Linked DNA regions of Mus musculus: region 1 is linked to region 2. A link is a contact called in public promoter capture Hi-C data. All regions are on one chromosome and are shown on one strand. The core of a region is the stretch at or near the end of the contact, and the rest is flanking DNA. Distances in the headings are between cores, read along the strand shown.

What was found. Promoter capture Hi-C pulls out the DNA fragments that hold promoters and counts their contacts.
Region 1: a contact with region 2 is called in a promoter capture Hi-C map of the HPC-7 cell line. The contact joins the promoter of Usp1 here to the promoter of Rps6 in region 2.

The regions. Positions count from the first base shown.
Region 1 is chr4:98,921,716-98,925,478 of GRCm38.p6, forward strand. Usp1 (ubiquitin specific peptidase 1) reads left to right here and starts at 2,095. Exons shown (of 9, transcript NM_001301414.1): 1 at 2,095-2,528.
Region 2 is chr4:86,856,080-86,859,404 of GRCm38.p6, forward strand. Rps6 (ribosomal protein S6) reads right to left here and starts at 1,288. Exons shown (of 5, transcript NM_009096.3): 1 at 1,242-1,288; 2 at 649-780; 3 at 67-277. The coding sequence starts at 1,247.

The sequences.
Region 1 (3,763 bases), core at 845-3,344, about 12 Mb after region 2:
TGAACTTTTAGTTCTGTTTTCCTAACTCTTCGTATCTCTGAGGGCTGGATAGTTACTTTACCCACCCCAACCCTGTCAGGAGCCTTCTAGAAACCATCCAATGATCTCATTTTAGGTTTCTTAGAAATCCTTTAGAAATAGAAACTTTGAAATCCTATAAATGACTTTTATTATTATAATTATTATTATTTTTAAGTTTCGATTGTCCCTTGAGTTTGTGCCCATTCTTGGACTGGTCTCTCTGGGATCCTTCCACTACAGCCATGTTTTCGTAGTTTATCTTTCCCTGCCCCTACAGTAAAGTATCTTTAAACTCCAAATCTGCTTCACAAACTGGCAAGTCTGAAAATGAGTTTCTGGAATTAAGCCACGAATCCCAGTTTGGACCGGGCGAAGGTCCCTAAAAGTTGACAGGAACTCCTCAGGCTGCCAGCTGACCCTGGAAAGTTGTGCATCCTGCTTGTTCCCACATACGCCCATTTCACTACAGTTCCTACCGTCGTACTTAGACTCCCTATTATCCAAGCATCCTGTCCTCATTTCCAACACCAAGCTTCTAAAGCTCCCGGTGCTATGGACACGTGTGATGTGCAGCTCATCTTCTCCCACAAATGGACCTCCCCTCCATGCCATTCAAAGTACACTTCCTGGAACTGTCTGCTGAAACGTCAGTCTTCATTATCCCATCGAAACGACCAAACGGTTACCTTTTTAAAAAAAATCTACCATTTACACTATTTCAAATCACCAGTTTAATTTCGGTCTTCAGTAGACTGTAGATCATGGAGTACATTCCCTTCGCTTGTTATCCCTACCATGCTGAAAATAGTTCAACAGGGCATTAAACAGGGCAACACACACGGAGGGCACTAAACAGGGCAACGCACACAGTGGGTACTAAACCGAGCAACACACACCGTGGCCATTCAACAGACCAACTCACGATGGGCATTAAACAGGGCAACGCACACAGTGGACATTTAAAAAACAACAAAAAAACCCCACTTGAACGGATTTGTACTGAGTTCTCATCAGCTGTAGTACCGCACTGTGAGATCATCTCACAAAAGACAGAGCATACAGAACCAAGCCCAAACCGGGTGAGGCTGTGCGGCTGCCTGTGGGTCATTCGGTACCGGCTCGCGCCAGAACCCGTTGAAGCTCCAGCCGCGAGACCAGCCTGAGAACTAAAACCCTTGTGCAGCCTGCGAGAGGGGAGAAGGACCCGAGGCTCCAAGGCGTTCGGCTGTGCACTGTCTAGCTAAGGCAGTGCTCATTCTTAACGCACAACTTGAGATAGGGTGGACCGCGGCTTCCTCGGTAAACTGGACGCCCAGCGGGCGCCGAGCAGCTAGCAAAGCGCATCAGCCATTTTCCGAGCGTCTTTGGTAACCCTTCCGGAGAGGGCACGCCAGGAGGGGGAAGAAAAAAAAAAAAAAAGAAAGAAAGAGGCGGGCCTGCACCGGGGCCTCGGCCCAGAAGCCACACCCTCCGGGCTCGCCACCTCCCCATGCTAACAAAACGGAAAGCGGAACCCTAACCTCGGCAGAGAAAGCGCGCACTGGAGCGCCAATGAGCTTGCAAAGAGCCGCTCCAGGGCGCCGTATGCTCTCCCGGGATTGGCTGGGCCTCGTTCCTTGTACTTTTTTTATTGGTCAGACTGTCTTCTCTGCCGGCTAATTGTTTTATTCGTATAGGTACTTTTTGATTGGCTCTTCCTGGTGGGGCGGAGGAATGAGGTTTTGGAAATTGTTCAGCCTGGATTGGCGCATTTGAGCACCTGAGGAAGGGGCTTGTCCCAGTCACTCCCTGTCCCATCTCCCGACCCGTAAGCTCCCTCCCCTTCAACTCGCGAGTGCTAATGTTTAAAAAGAATTAAAAAAAAAAAAAAAAAAAAAAAAAAAGAGGGCGTGAGCGAGCGAGTGAGCCTCCTGCGCGCCAGCCCGGCCTCCTGCGCAGCGCGCGCCTCTGCGAGGACCCGCGCGAGCTGCCCGTGCCGCTGCCTGCGCTGTTTAAACTGCAGAACCCGTTAGGCCCCGGGAGGAACTACCGTTCCAGCTGGTTCCGGAGCCGAGCGTGCCGGGGGCGAGGGGCGGTCGCGCGGCGGCTCGCGCCTTTCGCGCCTCTGCAACGTGGAGAGGAGAACCGGCACTTTCCGTGGACGCCACCTCCAGCCGCGACGCTGGCGCGGGCGGGGGTTCACTCGCGGGGGTCCTGAGACTGAGGAAAACGCGCCAAGTTCCCCCTCGGCGGCCGTGCGGGGACCCTGCGGCTCGGGAGCGCCGCCACCGCTGTGCGCCCGTAGCCTTCCCGGCCGGGCTGCGCCGGGGATGTAGTGGTGCCGCGGCGGGCAGGACCGAGCGGCGGCCCGGCTCCCGCTCCGCGGACGAATGGTCACTCCCCCGCGGGAGGCGCCCACCAGCGATCCCTCTCCCGGGACGGCGGCCGGGCTCACCTGTCGCGCCCGCACTCTGCCCGGCTGGTCTCCCCGGCGGCGGCGCCGCGGACTCGCGAAGGGCCATGACCGGGTAAGGAGCGCCCGGGGTTCAGGGCCCGGGGCTGCGCGGCAGGTGCTGACGGTGGGGAGGGCCCCTTAGGCTCGGGCTGCGCTGCGAGGGACTGCCGGCGGGCGCGGCGACCCCCGGGGTGGCACACCCAGGACCCAAGTGCCCCTCTGCCCACGCCTTTCGTAATGGGAGAGGCTGGCCGGGAGAAGAGATGTTTGTGATCGCAGTGTCCTGGGTCGGGGCTTGCGAAATTTTACCGCGCATTTTCTTGACTTACAGTTTCTCCAGAAGTGTGTACGGCGCCACGTGTCTTAACCCTGCGCCCAAGAGTTTGTTTTTATTGTTTCACGTTTTTCTTGAAAGAAGAGTTGAATCCTATCATTGTACACAGATTTGAAAAGTAGTGGGACTGAGGATTCACGGTGTCATTTGGTCAAGAAGACTTAGGGCTAAGTTCATTGTGCGAAGCTTGGGTTATAGTTCTGGAGAGGCTTTTTTGACTGAAAGCTCTGAGAAGGGACGTGGAGAACATAAGATTGGGCACCCGGGAAAGTGTCGCGCTCTTGGTGACCATCAGTGCTGGCTGGCTGTTTAGAGGGTCCCAGATTGGGTGGCTGGCCGAGATGACGGCCGCTGTTTGAGCTGGCTGATGACTTTTCTCTCACTGGCTCCCAGGAAGACACCTTTCCGGAGTCATTAGTGCTTGGGGGAAGTCTGACAGTTTTGCGAAGGCTGGTTTATCATTCCTAACAGGTCATTTCATCAAGAACATTTAAGGGGCCAAGAGACAAAAATTTAAGTTGCAGATAAGATGGGAAATTTTGCCAGTTGTCCAGTTTTTCCTGAGTTGGTTCCCAGAAATGGTTTCCCTGCAGTGTACAGTGAACTGGGGTGAAATGTTTAGGGGTAGAGTTTGAATCAATTTGTGTGTACCTCAACTACTTACTACTTGGGTACCTATATTTGAAACTCGTTCATATTTTTGGAATATTGGAATAGAAGGATTATCTTTCTTCTAGATGTTCCAAATAAAAAATAAATTTCTATAAAGTATCACAGGTATTGCCGTATCTCTCTTCCTCCCTCCCCCGCTCCCGTTTAAAGTTTTACCTTGAAACTTCTAGTCACATAGCTTAGAAACAATTGGAGCTGGGTGTAGCTTGGCCGTAGGACTTCCCACTGGGGAGAAGAGGCTGGCAGGTAGATTTTTGAGTTCCAGGCCAGCCAGGGCTACACTGGGAGACCCTGTCTCAAAA
Region 2 (3,325 bases), core at 38-2,537:
TGCCCACTACCTAGGAGGCAGATCTCTCTCAATAAACAAGCAAGCAAGCTTCAACAAAAGCCTCACCTTTCTTTACAATGACCAAGTTGAGAACACTGAGATTAGCGTCCACAATGCATCCACGAACAGACTTGCGCTTCCTCTCTCCAGTTCTCCTTGGCCTGTAACAGGAATGCCCCTTACTCAACAGCAGGCGCACTCTGCCATGGGTCAGAACACCTTGCTTCATGGGAAAACCTTGCTTGTCATTCCCACCGCTGATCCGGACCACATAACCCTGCGTTGAACATAAAATAACAACATTTTACTAGTTCAGTTCCAACCTACTAAGTGCAGGTTCTTAACCTCTTAGGTTCAACACCCGACTAGGGAGAATAACTGAGACCAATTTCAACCACTCACGTTTTGTCTCCGTTTCCAACTAAGGTAAACTAGCCATCTCTCTCCTTTTGACTTACCCTGACTACCCCGGTTTTACTAGCATGAACATGAAAGGCTTTTTTTAAGACCCTGAATTCCGTACGGCAAGCAAGAAAGAAGCATGTCCTTTCGGCCCATTTCCCCAAACTTGGTTCTATTAATGAAACTTAACCCAAAACAGCCCTTGCGCTCGCCAAGCTGGGACATGGATGCCGGTAACAACCTTACCTTCCACTCTTCACCAAGAGCATCAGCGGCTACTTCCGTGGCCATGCGCTTCTCATAGAAGGTGCGGAGCTTGCGCTCGTCATCCACCTCGATGAGCTTCTGACAGCCGGTGGCGGGGAAGGAGATGTTCAGCTACAGTTTTAAAGGGGGACAAGAGAGAACCTTAGGGACCCAAGCCGGGCCGACAACGCAGGGCGTCCGAGGCTCGGATCCCACGCCCGGCAAAGCGCCGCATCCACGGGACATTTTACAGGAGCTCTGTGGGATGCTGAGGACGCCGGGCGACCCTCAAGACCTCCGCTAGCAGAGTGGCGAGGGCTCGAGAGCCGCAAGGCTGCCAGCCGCGAGCGGGGCTTCGGGACCGCGCGTGCCGGGCCCGGAGCCGGGCGCCGCTATGGCGCTACGTCCACCGCGGCGGCGCTGCAATCGCCCGCCATCCGCTCTCCCAGAGCGTCCCAGGGCCGCCAAAACGAGTTCCCTCCCGCCTCGGATCCTTCTCCACTTAGTGCGGGACTTATGCGAGCCTGGGACCGAGGCCGTGCCGCACGCTCGGGCTCGGGCGGCCTCACTCGGCCCTGGCCGGGGACGCCTACCTTCATCTTGACACAGCCGAGCGCCTGGGAGGCGTCACGAAAAAGAGGCCCGACTTCCGCTTAACCCAGGGCACATAGCGCTCTAAGTTCTCGCGAGAACAGCCGGCGGAAGTGACTTTAGAGGGGCGTTACTTCCGGGCGTAGATTAACTAGACTATGGAGAGGCCGGTTTGCAGCGAGCTGTCATTTTAGCTTCCTGGACCTTCCTGGTGACGGGGTCTGTCGTTTATCACCGGGGTTAGCCGCTTCCAGACTGGTCTACTGAGGAGCCGAATCTCCGTTTGCGACCCTGGTTTCTAGTAGTACCTAAAATGGGAAAGCACGACCGGAATTGTCGCCCTGGCTGTCAGGTCCCTCATCCGTACAGAAGATTTCCAATCCGGGATCTTGTCCTGATCCCAGCGATTGAGTGGCTCCTGTAGTCGCCGGACCGCAGAGGCTAAGCAGTCACGTTTACCCAGCACAGACATCTATCGTATGCCTCAGAGTCTTGAGCCTCTCTGCTTTCGCTCTTCTTCTGCCAAAATTGTCCCTTTTGTGGCTGGGCTGGGGGTGACAACTCAGATTGGAAATTGAGCCTCGGGGCTCATCACTGAGCGGCACCGTCGTTGTCAGCTCTTTTTTCAAAACACAAATTAACACCATTTCCATGCTTGTTTACTGCAGTCACACACAGTTCTGTTCAAACTCGTCTTTTGTTTTTCTGAGACTGTCTTTGTATAAAACCCTGGCTGTTCTGAAAGTCTCTATGTACATCATACCCATCTGCTCACCACTGTCACCAATTTCTGTCTCTAAAATTTTGAGTAAGTCCATCATGTGATGGAATCAAATGGAAGTTGTCTTTTTATAACTGGCTGGCTTCACTGAGTGCAGTCTTCAAGTTTATATTTTTCTTCCTTTTAAAGGCGCGTGTGTGTGTGTGTGTGTGCGCGCGCGTGCGCGCGCGCGCGATCACATTTTGTGTGTTGATTTTCTTGTTGAACATTTTTGTTGCTTTATACAATATCCTTGGAAGTATGGCTGCCTGCCTCTGCCCTCAGACATCAGAAGGGGTCTGATCCCTTTGAATTGGAGTTACAGATGGTTGTCAGCTGCCATGAAGGTTCTGGGAATTGAATGCTGGTCCTCTGGAAGCCCAGCTACTAGTCTTAACCACTGAGATGTCTCTCCAGACCCTGTGACCTATTTTTAAATTTTGGATTGTTAGACCTGCCATTGGTGATGCCTGCTTCTAACCCTGGCACTATGGAAACAGGCAGGACGGCTGTCACAAGTTCTTGCCAGCTTGGACTATATAGTAAATTCCAGGGTAGGCAGAAATACACAGTGAGAGCCTGAATCAAACATGCACACAAGTGAGAGAGGGGTTGGAGGAGCTTGCATGTGATACTGAGGTATCTGAAGGCAGGCTTTCACCTTGCAGCCCAGGCTGATGTCAAACTCCACGGTGTTGCTGGGGGATGACTCCTGATCCTGGAGCTTTCACCTCTCAAGTGCTGAGATTATCATAGGCCTGTGCCACCGCAATCTGATCTTAAAGACTGGTCCCTGTTTATTTTAGTTCTTGTATTAGGTCAGTGGTCCACTTGGAGTTTTGTTTTTTAAACCAAGTCTTACTGTGTTGCCTAGGCTGGCCTCTTGGCCTCTGTACTTGAACAGTCCTTTTACAGCCTTCCAAGTGGCTGGAACTACAACACATGCCATTGAAATCTGCACAGTGGTCATGCTCATATGTCTCTCCAACAGTAGACTCGCCTCCTCCTTTCCCATGTAGGTATGTAGTTGTTCCGGCAGTGCATGTGATGGGAGCGCTCTCCACACACTTGACCTGACCCTTTGGTTTGTTATGGCTGTCCAGTGCCAGGTCACACTAGTTTTGTTTTTGTTTTTTGAGACAGGGTTTCTCTGTTTAATCCTGGCTGTCCTGGAACTCACTCTGAAGACTAGGCTGGCCTTGAACTCAGAAATCCACCTGCCTCTCCCTCTCAAGTGCTGGGATTAAAGGCGTGTGCCACCACTGCCTGGCCATACTGTTTTGATTACCATAATTTTGTAAGATTCCTAGAATGGGCCTTGTAATG